2 separate regions of the Zea mays genome follow, and region 1 is linked to region 2. Evidence: chromatin contacts called from public Hi-C data. All regions are on one chromosome and are shown on one strand. The core of a region is the stretch at or near the end of the contact, and the rest is flanking DNA. Distances in the headings are between cores, read along the strand shown.

Region 1 (6,235 bases), core at 1,721-4,220, 200 kb after region 2:
AGTTGGGCAGCCCCTAAGTGTAAGGTCTTTGTTTGGCTGGCTATAAACAATAAATGTTGGACAGCGGACAGACTAAAAAAAAGAGGGCTTGATCATCCTGAAAATTGTGTTTTATGTGACCAAGAGGATGAAACTGTGCAGCATATTTTATCTAATTGCGTCTTCACAAGACAGTTTTGGCATAGTATCTTAACTCCAATTGGTCTCACTTCTGTGGGTCCTAAAAGAAGAGATTCAGACTTTGCTGAATGGTGGAGAAAGGCTTCATCCAGGATTCCTAAGAGCAAAAGAAAGGGATTTAATAGTATGATAATACTTGGGGCTTGGAATATTTGGAAGCAGCGAAACAGGTGTGTTTTTGATGGTGCTCGACCCTGCCTTTCAACCTTAGAAGACGGATTTAAGGACGAGATGAGATTGTGGGTTGCTGCTAGAGCCAGAAACCTGCACTCTCTTTTCAACCCTGGATAGAGGAGTCTTGAAGCCTATTGAAAGACTGGGGTGTTAGTGGGTTGTATGTGTCTGTATTGTGTGTGTTTTGTGGGTGTGAGTGTGTCTTTTTGTTTTGTGTGTGTTCTGTTTGTCCTGGGCCTCAGGCCGTTTTTCCTCTATTTTAATTCAATGATACGCAGCTCTCCTGCGTATTCGAAAAAAAAACCCAATAGAAACCACAAGCTTATGTAGTGTATGCATATCATCACTTTTTTATTGTGTTCATTTCTGATTTTTATTGTAATTGCATTATCATAACCATAGCTAGACTAGAATCTCCCACACATATATTTTTATATGTTGTGCAATGATCTCTAATTCACTCAGTTTGTGCTAGACAAGCCCTTCAACTTGAGACCATAATGGTACAATGTTGTAAGCTTGCTATCAAATTAAATTTAAGTATCTGACAGTTAGATCTCATAATTTAGATTATTACCTCACTGGGGCTTTTTATGGTTGGATTTGACTGTCGAAAAGATAACACTATTAGCGAATTCTACCGCTTTCTTTACTTCCCTGCATCACCTCTGGATAGATATGTTACTGTGTTTGGAACAATAGCTTTTAATATAGTAGATAATATTGCGAATTTATGTTCAAGATGTATTTACTTGAACATGTGCTATGACACAGGTCTCTCTATTCAAAAGACTGCTTCAGATGGTGAGAAACTTGAGAGCAGAATCAGATCGAATGCATGCTTTGGCATGTATTTGTCGGACTGCTCTTTGTGTTGATCTTTTTGCAAAGGAGAGTGTCCGAAGAGGTCAGAAGCCTGTTCCTGGAACAGATGTGATATCGCTCTTTGAAGATGTGAGGGTGAAGGAAGATCTAAACAGCGTAACAAGCAAAAACTTGTTCAGAGAAGAGCTAGTGGCTTCCCTAGTCGAAAGTTGTTTCCAGCTATCTCTTCCACTACCAGAGTTGAAGAATTCTGGGACAGAGAGCAGAGTTATAGGAGCGTTAGCCTATGGAACTGGTTATGGTGCCCTTAACTGGACAGAACCTGCTTTGGATGTGGTGGAAGTTTGCAGGCCATGTGTTCTTTGGGACTGTGATGGTCGTACCTATGCAATTGATTGCTATCTAAAGTTACTTGTGAGGCTTTGTCATATATATGATACCAGAGGCGGTGTGAAGACAATTAAAGCTGGTGCATCTCAAGATCAGATTCTGAATGAGACACGACTTAGAAATTTGCAGCTGCAGCTTATCAGGGACCTTCGCGAGGTTGTGATCCTTATTATTCTTGAATGTTAAATTTTAAGTATTCCTTCCTGTCTTCCTAAATACTAGTTGAAATCTAATGAGACTATTTATTCATTGCTGTGTTAACTCAATGCTTTGAGTGACTCCGTTTTTCTGATCATGTCACATAGATCTTTATTTGTTCTTGCTTGAGTTATCAACTAAACAATGTTTTAGAATTAAATTTAAGTGTTCTGTACTCTTAGCGTAGCACATGTGTCACCTTGAGCTATTAAGGCGTCGCTAAAGCGGTAAGGCGAGGCTAGAGGGTAAGGCGTCGCTGTCGCCTTACTTGTTGTCGTAACTCGTAAGGCGTCCGCCTTTGCCTAGAGCATCGCCTTTGGGGCGCAAGGCATCGGTAAGGCGTTGGATCACAGACACCTTGGCCTGGGTAGGGTTGAAGAGGGGTACAGATGGAGACGCGGACTGCGGGGCGGTAGCTTTCCTGTCGGCGGCGACAACCCTCCTCTCCCTTCCGTTGTGGCGCGGTTGCGCGCATAGTTGTTGAGGCGTCGCCTAGGCGGTAAGGCACGCCAGGGACACGTAAGGTGTCCTCCTCGCCTTAGTTTAGAGCCTAAAGTGGGTGGAAGTGGCAGCACAGCGGCTGCTGTGGCGCGGTGGCTGCGGCAGAGGGCGGCGCGACGACTGCGACAGAGGGCGGCGTGATGGCTGGTGCAGAGGGCAACGAGGCGGAGGGCGGCACGACGGCGACGGCTGGGAGAGAGACAGGGAGAAGCGGGGAGAGAGGGAGAAGTGGCTGGGAGAGAGAGCGCTGGGAGAGGAGAGAGAGGAGAGAGGGAGCTGTGCGGCTGCTGACTGGGAGAAGAGATGGGGAGAGGGTTGGGAGGGGATGAATAAGGCCTTGTTCGGTTATTCCCAATACACATGGATTGGATGAGATTAGAAAAAATTAACAAGAAGTTTGACTTGTTTGAGATTTAAACCCATCCAATCCCACTCAATCCACATGGATTGAGAGTTAACCGAACAAGCCCTAAGTGAGCTTAACCTAACTTTAATGGGCCAGGTGGGCTGGTTTGGGCTGGCTAGGTTATTCTTTTTCTTTTCTTTATCTTTTTTCTCTTCTATATTAATAATTTTGTCTTAAACACTTTCTTAAATATCAATAATTTTCTTATTTTTAAACATATTTAAGGCATCGCCTCGCCTTACACTTTACCGCTTAAAAGGTATAAAGGGGTTCACTCGCCTTACCGCCTTAACAACTATGGTTGCGCGGCCATCCTCCTGGGAGGCGGGCTGTGTGCGGCTATGAGGAATTAGGGTAGGGTATAGAAGTTGTGGTGGCTTGCCGGTGGTCTGTATGGGTTGGATGGGCCTTTAACTTATTTTCCTTTCCTTTTCTTTTCTTTTTCAATTTTAACATAATAGGGAATAGGGAAGGTGATGAACTGATGGACAAATTAGGGAAGGTGTGGAAAGTTGTCAACAAATTCTATACTATTTGGTCTAAGTGATATACTAATTTTTTTTTATTATATAATTAAGGCGTCTCCTTGCCTTACGCCTTACCGCATAAAAGGTAAAAAGAGGGCCGGGCGCCTTATGTCGCCTTCCGCCTTAATAACTATTGGCACCTCCCGTCCCCATATAGTTTCTACCTTTTCCTTGTTACATATATCTGACTCTTGTAAAACTTGAACCATGTGCATATTTTTATAAATAAGACTTTGGATCTTATTTAGTATTTTAGAATAGAAATAGATAAATGCTTCTGCTTTGCGAAAGCTTTATCTCTGTTTAGATCTGATTATGCCTGTTTTTTCTATGTTTCATCTTTCCTGGTAAACACTAAAACTGCATCATTTCATAAAGCTGCTTTCCTAATAAAAGCAGCGTTTCAAAAAGCACTTGGTGATAGGTGGGTAGTCGGCTGGCACCTACTTGTGCCTAGGCACTGATTAAGCAGGCTACTGCTGACTCTTTAAACAACAAATGAAAACAAAATCCATTCTCTTCGTTTTCTTTTCCAGAATGGTCGAAGATTATTAAATTTGATTAATTGTATCTTACCAGGTTCACACTCCACGTATATCTTCACGCTTGATATGGGCAATTTCTGAACACTTTGATCTTGAAGGTCTGGATCCCCTTTTAGCTGATGACCCAGAGGACCCACTGAATATTGTCATATCTAACATGCACAAGATATTATTCAACACCGATTCATCTGCTACTACATCAAATAGGATACAAGATGTGCAGGCTGTTCTAATTTGCGCTCAGCGGTTGGGAGCAAGAAATGCAAGAGCAGGCCAACTTCTCACTAAAGAACTGGAAGAGTTTAGGGCAAGTACTTCAGCTGATTCTATGACCAAGCATCAATCACGTTATGTGTTGCAAGTAATAAAATACGTAACAAACCATCCTGACAACAGGTGAGTGCATTTTCATACTTGGGTTAATCTTGTCACTTGTGTGCCAGTGTTCACGTAGATGTGTAAAAATGGTCTACCTGAATGAAAGTTCCATAGAGAAATGACAATGTTAACTTATTGTTGTTTCAGGTGGGTTGGTGTAGGTGATGCTACAGGGGATTATCCATTTAGTCACCACAAGCTTACCGTTCAATTTTCAGAGGCGTCTGCTGCCCAAGATAGGAAATTGGAGGGATTAGTCCATAAGGCCATCCGGGAGCTTTGGAGGCCGAATCCCAGTCAATTAATTCTCCTACAAACAAGGGGAATTGGTGCTTTGCATAAAGAGCTTCCAAAAGCGTGTGCTTTGACTGGCAGCAGTGATCCGTGCTACATCGAAGCATATCATTTGGCAGATCCAACTGATGGCAGAATTACCCTACATCTAAAGGTATAGCCTGATTGGTGCATCTCTCTCTACTATTAACTTGGAATATACTGTTCATCAGTCATGGTTACTGCTAATACTGCTTTGGGACTTCACATCCTAATTCGGAATTTAATTATTCTAATGTTTGTGTTTAAAATTAAAGGATTTTTAATAAAAAAAGTTTGCACACTTGTTGCTACATTAGTCTTAACAGGAATGGATGTTCTTATACAAATAGACAAAGTGCTGAAACTAGTTGATATGATTAATGTTCATATAGAACAAGTCGGACTTCAAAAGAAAGTGGCCTTGATGTCCCACATCTGATATTGTAAAAAACTCGACACGCGGGGGTAAGACGGCTCCCCGTTATTACATTAAGAAGAAGACTTTCTCACGTAGGTCGAAAAAACCTCCGAACCCCTGCCCCACCCATATACAGCGGCACCGTATCCCATGTGAGAACGATCGTGACCGGGGCCAGATCTTAGACCTATGTTTTAAGGTGGGACAGACGAGAGGATTTTTTAACCCAAGCCTGTAATCCGCTCCCGTGAGGAGTCGAACTCAGGACCTGAGGAGGTGCTACTCATACCACCTAACAAACTCGGCTAGAGGCCCTTTCACCTGCATCTGATATTGTATTTGACTATAACAACAATTACAAATAATTCTTCACATGTTGCTTTGCTCAAAGGTCGAATTGTTTGATTAGGAACATATTATCATGTCTTTTGACTAGTGTGTGCTCTGTGCTGTTGCAGATTTTAAATTTGACTGAGCTGGAACTCAACAGGGTGGACATCCGTGTTGGCCTGTCTGGAGCACTGTATTATATGGATGGTTTCTCTCGCACTGTTCGTCACCTTCGGAATCTTGTTTCCCAGGTGCCTTGCAATATATTTTCTGAAGGAAGAACTTCAAGATTTTTTTGTCTACCGATTACAGTTTCCATGAAAATATGATTTGAATAAAGTTTAGTACTTTAGTGTGAGTTGGTTTTTTTTGTTAGTGAAAACATTACGACCTTTTTCTGCCTTAATTTGTATACTGGAACAACCCAATGTATCTGACCATCCAGAATCCAGTTGAAAACTCAATATTTTGTTATCCACTGCAGAAAATGTCAGTTAAGATTGAAATCCAGCGCTGTTTATGTTATTTTTAATATTATTTGAGTTTTGATCTTAGTTTCTCTCTCTTTCCTTATATTTACAACTATTTCCTGGTATAACCAGCAGACGGAATGGGTTTCATATCTTGTTTCTAGATAGAGTATGTCCAATGAAACAAATATTGGTCTATTTACAAACTAAAAACTTACTATAGAATTGTATGCTTGGGGTAAACACTGGCATTACTGATCACCTAACGCCTTTTTAACCCTCCAGGATCCAGTCCAAAGTAGTGTGACTGTTGGAGTTTCACATTTTGAGAGATGCTCGCTCTGGGTTCAAGTTTTGTATTACCCGTTTTATGGAAGTAGTGGATCAACAGACTATGAAGGAGATTATGCAGAAGAGGATTCACAGATGATGAGGCAGAAGCGCTCACATCGGCCTGAACTTGGGGAACCGGTTGTTTTGCGGTGCCAACCATACAAGTTTCCTCTCGCTGAGCTCCTCCTACCATTAGAGTGTTCTCCAGTTGAGTATTTCCGGCTATGGCCTAGCCTACCAGCCAT
Region 2 (5,662 bases), core at 604-3,103:
TCAAGAAATAAATATTTAATACTGGTAAGGTAACGGCAAGACAAATTTGCCAAGCTTATTAAGGGGGAAATTGACAAACACTTTTAGCACATGTTCGGCTGTGGTAAAAGGCAGCTGTTGCTGCTGCCGTGCTGCGGGCTCCAGCAGCTTCCCGCTCTCTCACAAAAGTACTGTTGCAGCAGCTGCGGCAACAGTTTTTTATCATACCCAAACAGCGTGTTAAATTAAACAGTAAAAATGAAAACATGCCTGCTGGCAGCGCCACCTTGACTTGGATCTTTGTCTTTATCTTTGTCTCTATTAACAAAATGCTGATATGAAACGGGCTTCTTTCCAGGATCTTGCAGCTGCTGCCTCAGTGACATTGAATAGACTGTAGAACAAATAAAAGAACTTATGCACGATTCTTTAACTAATATAAGCATAAAGCTTTCCTAATTATGAAGCATTTGACATACCATCTCCTGAGAACACCCCAACAAGCAGATCGTGCCCATCCTTGGCCTCTGGGTCAAATGCATGGCAAAGCGGGTTTGAGCTACTGAAGTGGATGGACTTTATTGGATCCTGATGCAATTAGCATGTGAACAGAGAACCACAGGATACCAAAGTTGCAAGCAACTTAACATGCATGCATGCAATAAGAGATAAGGAAATACTTTGTCATGTGAGTTGAGATCACTGATGAAGAGTGTATCTGCAGTATTAAATATGATGTACGCGCCCTTTCCATCATAGTTTGCCATGCCTTGCGATCCACTTGCACTAGTCGACACACCAATTCCTCCACCCATGCGGCTGCTTCCTGAGACAGCCCTGCTGGTACCATTGCTCCCGAAGCTAAGTGCCCGGCTCCCATTCCCAGTGCCGAGAAGTCTTGCAGCTGCAGACCGCATCCCACTACCAGCACTTGGTGTTGAAGGCGTGGAACCCTGGCCTGCTGGCTTCTCCTTCAAATATGCCACTGTCATCTGGCACCATCACAACAAACAATCGATAACTGCATAAAGGATTTGTAATCTACACAACGCAACAGAATCAGAAAGCACAAAGCCCTCAGAACAGTTAAGCAGATATTTGATCTATTCTATTAGAGTGTTAGAATTTGCGAACAGAAAAATGTGTGTCATTTGTATTTGTATTTTTTCCTAGAACGGTAACACGAAATATATGCAGGGACTATCCAAACATTAAACATTACACCAATCTATGCTGCGCCTGATCCAATCCATGAAGCGCCTAGAAACTTCCGAATATCTGCCGCATCGCATCTACGATGACTCATCCAGATACCACACCTGATCAAGCCAAGTCAACACACATCCCAACCCAATTCCCCATCCATCCAGCACAGACCGACCCATCAATAACCCCATAAAGCACATCAAACTGCCTCGCTACCCTAATCCGAACGACGGCGCCCTTGCTACCTGGGAGACGGTCTTGCCGCTGTGGCTGTAGTGCACGACGGCGGGGGAGTGCGTCTTCTCATACTGCAGCTTGTGCCGCCCCTCGGGGGTCTTGAAGTAGGTCTTCAGCCCGCCAGACCCCGCGCCGGCCCCGCCGGCCGACCCCGCCGCCGACGCCATGCTCCCCCACGGGCGATCGCGGACCGCCGCAATGCTCACTCGCCGACCCCGCGCGCGTGCGCAGACAGACGAGGCCGCGTGAGCAGTCACCGGCTCATGCCCCCGCCGGTGACGCGAGGGGTAGGGCCATGGAGGCGAGGGATGAGGTGGTCGGATTGGGGATGAGACGGGGTGGATGCGGGAGAGCCGGAGAGCAGAACGAAGCCTTGGACTCGGTCACTCGGAGGAGCGGAGAAAGAAAAAAAACGAGTTGATTATTTTTTGCGGACTCTTCGTGTGTCCATAGAAAAATTCTATATGAGTAATATGACATCGTGACTATATGAAACGGAAGAAGACCCTTTCGGTAATATGAAGAAACTCTTTCGGCTAGGTCGAGAGAAAATATAAAAAATGAAAAACAAGTAAAAAAATAATGCATGATGACTAATTTGGTGACCAGAGCAACTGAATTTTTTCTATATATCTTTTCAATTCATCGGTCACCAAATCAGTTCTAAAAGTTGATTTTTTTAGTATAAGTGGGTGTTTGGTTTATAGGGACTAAACATTAGTCCCTTCACTTTATTCCATTTTAGTTCATAAATTGTTAAATAGGGAAACTAAGGGCCCGTTTGGCACAGCTCCAGCTCCTGATTCTAAGCGAGGATCTAGAGGAGTCGTGCCAAACAGGTATTTTTTTTAACTGATTCTCGTGTGGAGCCGAAAGATCGGGAGTCGTTTTTGTGAAGAAAGGTGGGATCTAAAAAAACCTGCTCCACCCTCCCTTAAAATAGCTCCTCAACCAACCAAATATGGACCTCCCCTTAAATTTTGATCGAAATTACCCGTAATTGCCATTGGACAAAAACATAACGAGCCAATTTATGGATTAAACATTTGAGACCATTTTATGCACTACTATGATGAGAATATTTTATATGTTATTGTTTCATATTTTTTTTCCGTATATGCATCCTACTTATTGGTTTGTAACAAAGTTAAACTGCAAAGGATAAAACAGACAATCGCCACGGACCACCAACTTTCAGAAGACAAGAATCAGTTTACTTGCCAAACGGTTTTAAAAATGATTCTGATTCTCTAGGAGAAGCAGGAGGATCAACTCCTCACGAGGATCAGGATCTGGAGCTAAAGAAGCTGGAGCTGGAGCTTTGCCAAACGAGCCCTAAAATAGAGTTTTAGTTTCTATATTTAGTAAATTAGGGACTAAAATGGAATAAAATTGAGGGACTAAAAATTAGTCCATAGAAACCAAACACCCCCTAAATATAAAGTTGACTTTCGAAAGAACATGATAAAAGGCTCCGCAATTGATAAATATGTCATCAGCACTCTCAAGTTACTCGTACTAGTATAATGTTTGTACGGTCATATTTGATTGGTGACAATGACAAACCATAGTGAAAAGCCCTTTGTCATAATGTTGATCTCTAGACTAAAAGTTACAACACACCTATCCAAACACATTACAATCCAAAAAAATTGGAATTAGAATTCAAAATAGTCAGCATGTTCGCTTGGCTTTATTTCCTACTGGCTTCTACTGCTTCTATATTGTTTTTATCTATATAGATTGAAGCTGCAACAGTTTGAACAATTAGCTTTAATATGAAGCAAACAGCCTGAGTAAGGGTGTGTTTGGTTTGACTTTTGGCTTTGACTTTTGCCCCCCTAAAAGCCAAAAGCCAACCAAAGAGATGGATCCAGGAAGCAGTTTTTTCTAAAAGCCGACTTTCTCGTAGTGCAAATCTGAAAGCACCTCTGGACCTGCTTTTAGTGGCTTTTCGGATAAACTGTGAAAACATATATCGAAGAATTTTTTACGATTTTTAGTGGTTTCCACCAAACGATTTTTAGCTTTTTAACAGCTTACAACCTACAGCAGCTTTTTTCACAGCTCACCGTCCACAGCAACTTTTTTCACAGCCACAGCCCAACCAAATAGATCCTAAATCTTTGTTATGGCAAAGTTTAATGGGTCACCGCCCAGGCGCCCACCTGCATTCCTCTTTACAACTACAACTATGTCATGACTACACGAGCAAAACAAAGAATATTTTTTTGTCGAACGTTGAACGATATATCAAACATGCATGCCCACGTATGGGCAAGTTCGCGACGTCAATCATAGCTCATCTCGGGATGGCGATGGTGGCACGACATACAGGGTAGGCGGGCGTCCTAGTGAGCCACATGTCGACACAGGTGTTGGGGTCTCCTTCTCTGCCGAAGGTCCTCAGGACGAAGAAATCGTATATAATCAATGGGACTGAGTGCCGAAGGTGCAACAACCATGCATGTTGAAGCTGCAACAAGCACGAGCAAAGCGTCGAACGATTACAACTTCGGCTCAAGGTGGTTACGAAGGTCAAAAGTGATATTAAACCAAAGAGAAAAAGACATGTTAATCCCTGATATTTGTATTAGGATAATGTATGCATACTAGGGTCATAAATGTACTTTTGCTTGGGCTGTGTTCCTTGCTTATAAATAGATGAACAGTACCACATGTACTGTTTACGCTGGATTGGGATTGTGCACTCGCTTTCACCTTGAGCAAGCCAAAGGTACAAATGTAATATACATCATGTATTACTTTGCCAATATATGATACAGATCTTAATGTTATTTAACATTCAATATGATATAAATAATTGTCATGTATTTACATTTGTAAATACATTTTTTGTATTTGTAAATGATGAAGACTTGTTCTTCATAACCTTCGTCCGAGAACCATCATGACCGAATGCATATGATGCTTCGAAGGACGAAGGTCCTTTACATTTAACAATTGGGTTGCCTTGTTTTGTGATTCAGCAATCAAAAACAAGAGACCAACAGCAGGCGACATGGAACACGTGTGCAGGTCGGCATCACGTGCCACCGCTCCATGGTGTGCACGACATCGAGGCACACTACGCACTAAGGGGAGTTGGTGGCGGTCTCGTCGCCGGCGCCGCCACTCGTGGAGGGGAAGGTGAAGCTCGGGAGGCAGCAGATCTCGGCGAGCAATAGCCCCAAGCGGAGAGACGACTACAAAGGGACAGGGTCGAGCGATGGGACACAGTAGTGGTTGTTGTGGTGGTGGTTGAAGGCACGCGTGGCAAGGATGAGAACGAGGAGGAGCAAGGCGAATGCGGTGGCAAATAGGAGAAAGACTGCGAGCGCGAGCGCCATAACGGTCGCTCGCGCGAAGAGCGACAGGAGGCGCAGTCCGCCGCTGGTGCACTCGTGCTTGCATTCTCTTCCCTGTTCTGGGGCGACCTTAGGCACGGTAGTGCCGGCTAGAGTGGGTGAGGCCATTTGGATGAGGCGGTTGTAGTCCTTGGTGTGGCTCGAGCGCTTCATGGCGGATCTGCATCAATCAAGTCCATGGTAGCGACACGAGCACGGGCGTAGGGGGTAGGGTTTGGGGATAAGATGGAAGATGTGATGCAAGATTGAGTCGCAGCAGCTACCTTTCGAGGTGAATGGAAGGATCGTGGTTTGATTACAAAGAAATCTAAGGGGGTTTTAGCAAAATTGTTGACACACGGCGATAGTGGAGACGCTGATACTTTATATAGTAGAGAAATAATTATATCCATATCCTATTATTATTGATAATAATTCTAAGAACTACCATTACTACATATCTAATAGGAATAGTATTATTACAATTGTCCTCAATTATGATATTGTATACATCCATAAAGTATCAATACTTTTGTATGGATAGTTTATTCTAGTTTCTTATTTGTTCTATGTGAATCTCTCTAGGATCATCACAGACCTTGATAAGGTAGGGTTTCCTGTGACGGAACCTCCCAAGGTATTAGTCCCACCTATAGATGTCCTTGTCCTAAAGACCTCAGACAGTCATGCAGGTGCGCATAATGACTTGACAAGTTCGGTTATCTGTATCTTCATCATATCGCCCAAGAGCGCTTAACCCATCACGCAGACATTACACATAATCGGAGTAGAGAATGAGCGGAAAGGATTACAATAATATAATTTACATTCATATAAAAATATAGAAAGAGTACTTATTACATAACCGGGTGTTCGAGTGCGGAACTTATTAT

What was found. Hi-C and Micro-C count contacts between places; a contact is called where the count stands out from the background.
Region 1: a Hi-C map of endosperm shows a contact between it and region 2, with 4 times the contacts expected there. The contact joins the enhancer-like site here to the promoter of LOC100280640 in region 2. A contact is called at or near these places in 4 of 25 Hi-C or Micro-C datasets (ear, endosperm, leaf and 1 more).

Annotation. Positions count from the first base shown.
Region 1 is chr2:138,983,036-138,989,270 of Zm-B73-REFERENCE-NAM-5.0, forward strand. It overlaps LOC100381729, which reads left to right. Exons shown (of 7, transcript NM_001349030.1): 2 at 1,129-1,725; 3 at 3,781-4,142; 4 at 4,272-4,572; 5 at 5,316-5,438; 6 at 5,943-6,235. Among protein-coding and RNA genes, the nearest start is that of LOC118476363, 20 kb to the left of the region's middle. Within about 2 kb of position 2,971, at least 1 of the 20 cell types and tissues checked has an H3K27ac peak or open chromatin away from gene starts, as enhancers often do. A contact at or near this core is called in endosperm, where this site is marked.
Region 2 is chr2:138,782,241-138,787,902 of Zm-B73-REFERENCE-NAM-5.0, forward strand. It overlaps LOC100280640 (nucleotide binding protein), which reads right to left and starts at 1,854. Exons shown (of 11, transcript NM_001153558.1): 1 at 1,431-1,854; 2 at 660-971; 3 at 459-567; 4 at 250-373. The coding sequence starts at 1,589. It overlaps LOC103647011 (a long non-coding RNA gene), which reads left to right. Exons shown (of 3, transcript XR_004856338.1): 3 at 1-28.